Regions from separate parts of the Zea mays genome. Here region 1 is linked to region 2. The links are chromatin contacts, called in public Hi-C maps. All regions are on one chromosome and are shown on one strand. The core of a region is the stretch at or near the end of the contact, and the rest is flanking DNA. Distances in the headings are between cores, read along the strand shown.

Region 1 (3,249 bases), core at 666-3,165, 280 kb after region 2:
AGTAACCTTTGACCCTTTCTAAGTAAAGATGCAATACTCTCAAATGCTGTAAGGCAGGTTGGCTTTTTGCCTTAATGTATTCTGTCGGCTTGTATTAGCGAAAATGTTGTCCTGCAGAACATTCTTGAAAGAACACACCTATATGAGTTAGACTGTCTAACGTCGCAGTCTATGAGATCTGGGTGATCTCTAGTAAACTCATGAAGAGACCTTGGAATACGACGTATATGCTCCACCCGAGAAGGGGACTACTGGTAGCCGAGTACTGGTCATGACTTCAAGGGAAACCTATTCACGCAAAACTTGCAATTCAAGGCACAGTCCATTGTCCAAGTTGTGGGTTGGTGTAGCTTGGAGTTCTAGGTGGAAGTTTAACTTAACAGTCTCTGCTGAAACACTAGTATATTAAACAGTAGTGAACAGTGGCGAAAACTGCAGATGGGCCTTTGAGATCTGGTGGGGGATTGTTAGGATTTATGGGCTAGGCCCAATTGAGAAATTCAAATAAATCCCAGGAAAATCTCAAAAGCCCATATAAGTGTATGACTAGAAAATGGTGGAACCAATAGCACCATATTGCTAGTTCTAGTGGAGTAGAGCTAGTTTAAATATGGAAGCCACACTCACTCACCAAATCATGGATGAGAGGAGAGAGTGTGGAGAGCCACACGCGCGCGCTCGCTCGCCGGGCAGGGCCGGGCCGGCACGGGGCGGGGCGAAGGGCGCGGGCGCACGACGTACGTGTGAATGGTCTGCCGAAATCCGGTCCCTCGCCTTGTGGGGGCGCGGCTCCCTTTTGCCGGTTTAATCTTTTGGTTGCTTGGCTGTTAAGAACAGAATCCTAACCGATCGTTATAAAATCTAAACTGAACGCGAGATTTTCGTGGGCGGATAAGATCGAAGATAGCTATCTGGTCGTGGACTCGACCCTATAAAAGGCGCCTGGCAGCCAACATCCAAATCATCCCAGTTTTCGCTTTCGCCTCTCTTCACAGCTGAGCCGCCTTCAGTTCTCTTCATCCCGACCGCAGACGTGCATCTGCGATCAGGAGAGCAGGTCTCCGGAACCCTTCGTCTTCTAGATCCTGCACTGGGAGAGGGCGAATAAGGTTTTTGGGAAGCGTCCCCACGCGACTGCTCGTGATCTTCTGACCTCGTCGACCCTACTGATTTCGCTGTTTCGACGTCGTCGATCCTGCTGATCCCGACGCGCGCCATCTATCAGTATGTCTAATCAGTACGCATCATCTGATTTGACTTTTTATTTTAGTTCTTCTGATTTTTGTCATAATTTATATTCGGAATTTAATCTGAAAATTATCTAATTATTTTAACAGTTTTTTAAAGTACAGTGGCATACTGGCATCAACATTCCGCCGTGATGCTCACCGAACCATTCCATTGAACGCTACCGCAACAGATCGGCTGGAACACCGTCGTGCCATCAGTGAACGCTGCCATGGGCCATCTTCACGTCGTCTGACCAAACCGTCGTCGCTCCGCGCCAAACAACATGAGCATCATGTAATATAAGTGCAATTGATGCTTGTCGTAGTCTCGAGTTAAGCGCTACCGTGCTAGGAACCCCAATCCCACCACGCCGGAGCTTAGTTCTTTGTCGCCACCGTGGCCAGAGGCGGTGTAGCTCGTTACTGCCCAAGTAACCAGGGGGAAATAGTGGACTAGGGTCGAGTCTTGCACAGGAGTACTTGTCGTCGCTGGGGAGGGTCGCTGATGGTGAGTCGAGTGCGCATAGGCATAGCCAGGTGTTCGACCGGACCTCACTAGGGTTGAGTCGTGGCTGAGAAAATGAGAAAGAACAAAATCATAGGGTCCCCGGTGTAACTGTCAGAGAGACATAGAAATAGGACTTCGGACTTTTAATGGATTAGTTAGTTCAGTGAGATCCTGGATGGTAAAGGCTCAGCACGGGTGCGGGCTGCCGGTACAGACAGTTTCCTGTGGATCGTGGGCCGAACCTATAGCTTTCGGCCCAATGCTATTCACAGTTTCTCTTTTTCTTTGCACTAGCAGATTGTAAAATCCACCACAAATCATAGAAAATTGTAAAACTAATTTTATAGAGTCCAAACAATTGTGTAGTTTCTTTTAGAATCAATTTTAGGATTGTTGAAGAAAAAAGTATATTTTAGGTAATTTAAAAGTACCTTTAGAAGTCTTAAATGAATTTTAGAAATAAAATCAGGGCACAAAAAATTATGAAAATTTGTGGAAAACTATTCACAACTATATTATATCTTGGTAAAAATTTGAGCCTGTTTGGATGTGATTTGCACAGAAAACACTGAAATAGCCAAAAAGAGAAATATAAAACCTATAAACTAGTATGAGAAGTATGTTTAAGAAAATTTAGACCCCATAACTTGACGTATGGCCAACTTAGTGAACTTTAGTATGCTTAGTTCTATGGTTTGTCCAAGTAAGTTCAAATTAGCCACTTTTAGCAAGTGTTTGGGTATGTAGAAGTATGTGTAAACTTGTCATGTGCTTATTTAAGAGTGTTTATGTTTCTCCACCTCTCCTTTATGAGAGTTTGCATTTCATGTCATTACATAAGCATTCATGTACTTATAATTGACTTGTAGAACACCTAGAAGAAGAAGTGGAAGTGGAAGAGGAAGAGGAACCAGCTCCTTAATCAGAAGCTTCTCCATCTGAAGTTCCTCCTTAGTGTCCCCCTGAAGGTGCTCCAGTGGGTTTTGCTGCTAACTACAATATTTTAGTAGAAGAGCCTGACTCTCCTTCTCATCAAGGCAAGCCCTGGTGCATTTAATAAATTCCTTGTGCTTTCAAAACTTTTACAACTTATATGATGCATTAGGTGATAGGAGTTGAATGATTAAACCTTTGCTGCATGACTTTTCCTTGGAATATTTATTATCATCCTTGATGTTGGAACTTCCTCTCAGAAGCAAAGAAGCCAACAAGAGTGAACAGTGGTGACAACAGGGTTACGTGCTCGGGGGCAATAGCTCTGTTAATCTAGCCCCTCACGGGCACTGTGCGGGGGTATTTATAGGTATCTGAGTGCCCAGCGCCTTGTGTTAAGGACGCATGTGCCCTCAGACACCTAGTTTATCCCCAGAATATTCCCATAAAGCAGGGTTACAAGCTGTAATTACAAGAATGCCTTTACAAACTAGGCCCGTAACGCAAAGGCGGCCACGCGGGGCCCGTTACAATGGGCCAGATCGCACGTGGGCCTCAGAGCAGGACGAGGCCGCGCTG
Region 2 (3,504 bases), core at 269-2,768:
TTTTAACGAGTCAATAACAGATAAAACATAGAGGGAGGCAGCATTTTCTTCTCCAGCTCGCACAGCCGAATTACTGGTGACCTAAGAAAAGCATACGCAGTAAATTTATCACAGCAGGCATAGTACAAATCCACATGCCAGCTGATATGATTGAATGGCAAACAGCTCTGGGTCAAAATCAATATCACTATCAGAACCCAACGATTGGTTCTCTGTGTGCACACTGCACAGCTCCAATATTATTAATAAAAATAGCTCACAAGAGAAAAATGGATACTCAATTCTAACGTTATTCTTGACTGTTTTGCATGCAAGACGCAGATAAGGCTAGGAAAAAAACAAATGGACTGCATAAAAACAAACATTTTAAGGGAACACATACACATGAAATCCCTGAGTTATATATCATATTGATTTGATTCATTCAACAGATGAGCAAAACTTAGGCAATGGCATTTAAAATATACTACTCCTTGAGTCCAAGAATGTTTCGATTCAAGATCAAAGGTTTACATATAACAGTTAAACATGACTAACTTCATTCTTGTATAATGCCAGCGGTTATCCACATTCACATCATCTTACATGAGCACACTGTTTACATGAAATCATATGCAAAAAAAAAATACTTACTTAGTTCTGCATTCTGATATGAGTAAGATATTACAGTAGAGAAAATAACGTTTAAGAACATGAAAACAATTCCTTTTACAGTGTTCCTTATTGTGCTGGTTAAGTATCTCCGCACGGTATACAATGGTTGCACCCCTAGAAATCCCTTCCACGGGAAAATGGAATAAGTCCATAAAATATAGTCCAGCTCTTCGGAGTTCAAAAGCAAATCAATCCGAAGCAGGGATGTAGCCTGTGAAGCTACATTCCCTGAATTCAATATAGAAGTCACTGGAAAAGATGATACAATACAACCTCACAGAAAAGATTCGGAGTCCAGCTCCAGGCTGAAAGTACAGTAGTTATTCCGATTCCATCAACTTTTTTATGGAATGCAGTCTACTGTTGACCAGTCCACTGTCCCGTCTCTGAAAACAACCAGAAACGAAACCAGGTCGCCCCCTGGAAAAAAAACACCGCGGCAACCCCACCTACCGCCGCCACAAAAACAGACACCTCAGTAAAGGAGCGCGCACGCGCAGCAGCACAAACAAAGCAGCTAGCCAAAGCTCCGCATCGAAATCCGGCGCCTGCAACTCGACACCCCCACAGACGCCACCAGATCTCTGCTCAAATTACTCCGAACCGACCGATCGCCGCCACATCGACCACCAAATCCGATCGACATTGCCCCCTCGACCTAAGACAAGAACCACACGCCGACCGCGCACGCGGAACCTCAGCACCGCGGGAGGGGAGAGGCGAACCTGGGCGGCGCTGCTAGATGGGCGAGACCGGCCCGCGGAAGCCGAGGCAGATGCGGACGACGCCACTACCGCCGCGGCAGCCTCTGCTTCCATCACCCGTGGAAACCCTAGCCCCGCGCGCTCTCCCGCCCTCACACGCGAAGTCGCTTGGAAAAAAATGAACGAGGATTTGGTGGGGGAGGGAGGGGTGGGGGGAGAAGAGGGGGAGGGAGAGAGGTGAAGCGGGGCTGCGGAGGAGGGTGAGAGAGGCGTTTTTGTTTTGAAATGAGCGGCTCGTGACCTTGTGGCCTGTGGGAGTGTGGGGTGAGGCTGGCAGCGGGCTGGCTGCCTACCGGTTACCTGTGGTCATCTCGTGGCGCCAGCAGCCGTGGTGAGGGGTCACACTAGACTTTGGCTTATCTATGGTCACTGATCTGTTGGACCGCCATAGAGTGGGACCGGATGTCAGTGGGTTCAAGTAGGTTCTTCGTGGGAACGTGGTGTTAAAAGGGAACGCGCGTGGCGTGGCTGCGTCAGATAACAAACGGTGCGCCGCGGCGGGTTATCGGTACGTGTGAGCGTTATTATGGTTTTTATTTATGGTAGGAAAAACCAGTGTGCTCGTCTTTTCTGTTCCCAAATAGTTACCGTATGGCCTATGTTGCTTGTTCCTCCGTCAGCATAAAATATCGAATACAAGGAAATTTTATTATAACCTCGAGATAAAACAATCCCGGTCTCTGTGCATTTGTCCTTGAAGCTGTCAAACGATAATCCGAGAGCATTTTCAAAAAAAAACGTAGCATAACATAACATGGTCCTTGTTTGTTTTGGCTTCTGGTTGAATTCTAGTCGTCTTTTCTCAGTCCGTTTATGTGAGAATCATTTTTATGTGTGAAAATCGCTTGATTCAACGCGTAAATGTAGAATTTATCGAGTCGTTGCGACGCAAGGAATCTATGGCTTCTTAAACCCTAAATTGTGCATGCCCCTTTATCTTGCTCTGCATAGAAGCCTCGTGATATCTAGATTCTCGTGACAGCTATATTATCCAAGAATTCATATTCTCAGAAAAGTTCTTCCAAAAAAGTTGTCTCAAACAGGCCCATAATTCCTTAAAGCGGTCCCATCAAAAGTCAAAACCAAGCCATCTATGATCATAGATGTCTATCCAGTTAATAAACCATCAACCACGGCATGTTGAAGCGCATTAGCACTCAGCTATAGTTTTACAGTTCTAACAAAACAATATGTAAACAAGGATCAACTAGAACAATTTAGTTTGGTATTAACAAAAATTCAGATTCAAAACTTTAAATGACATACACTATGTCAATTAAAATTAAATATCGTCGTGTTTGTATATTTAGTTGACTATGCATTCGAGACCTCGACACAATGCAATACAATTGTTATGTTTATTATCAAGTTTTAGCCCCCTTTGGGCACAGAAAAAATAAAGGAAGAATGTAGGATCAAGATTCCTATGCATTGAGTCAACCGTAGCACCCTTTGTTTCACATGGATTGCATGTAAGAAAATGTAGACAGCTTTTCTCGCTTGATCTCATGGGGAAAACCATAGGAATAAAACATTCACCAAACCCTTATGTTTTAGTTTTGTATGTTTCTCCCGTAGATTATCTAAACATCTATTTCTACGTTTTGTATATTCGTGTATTTTAAAATCTTGCATTACGAAGGGGCCTAAATGTGCATTATATGTAATGGCATACCGGATGATGTAAACTGAGAAGAAACGTTTATTATTATTGTGCTATATATATATATATATATATATATATATATATATATATATATATATATATATATATATATATATATATATATATATATATATATATATATATTCCCTAAGTTCAATTTGTTCAATGGTGTTCATGTATATGCATGCTACATATAGTGATAAGTCAGTAAGTGGAGAATTTTTTATGGGCGAGAGCTAACATCAGTTTAGGTTAGGTTAAGCGGGGAGGAAAGGGACCTAATAAGGAGAGTGTGTGGTTAACTGGCTGTACATTAAGATGAATCCCTTTATGAGCTTGTGTAACCTAGTTTTATTCAAGTGACGTAAAAGGTAAAACATGCATGCTTCCACTTTTTAAATGATCTGGGCTGTGTTCTTG

What was found. Hi-C and Micro-C count contacts between places; a contact is called where the count stands out from the background.
Region 1: a Hi-C map of leaf shows a contact between it and region 2, with 5 times the contacts expected there. The contact joins the enhancer-like site here to the promoter of LOC541954 in region 2. A contact is called at or near these places in 2 of 25 Hi-C or Micro-C datasets (both in leaf).

Annotation. Positions count from the first base shown.
Region 1 is chr6:89,311,201-89,314,449 of Zm-B73-REFERENCE-NAM-5.0, forward strand. No RefSeq gene overlaps it. Among protein-coding and RNA genes, the nearest start is that of TRNAK-CUU, 78 kb to the right of the region's middle. Within about 2 kb of position 1,916, at least 16 of the 20 cell types and tissues checked have an H3K27ac peak or open chromatin away from gene starts, as enhancers often do. A contact at or near this core is called in leaf, where this site is marked.
Region 2 is chr6:89,027,722-89,031,225 of Zm-B73-REFERENCE-NAM-5.0, forward strand. LOC541954 (enhancer of zeste 1) reads right to left here and starts at 1,519. Exons shown (of 16, transcript NM_001111608.2): 1 at 1,380-1,519; 2 at 1-81. The coding sequence starts at 1,472.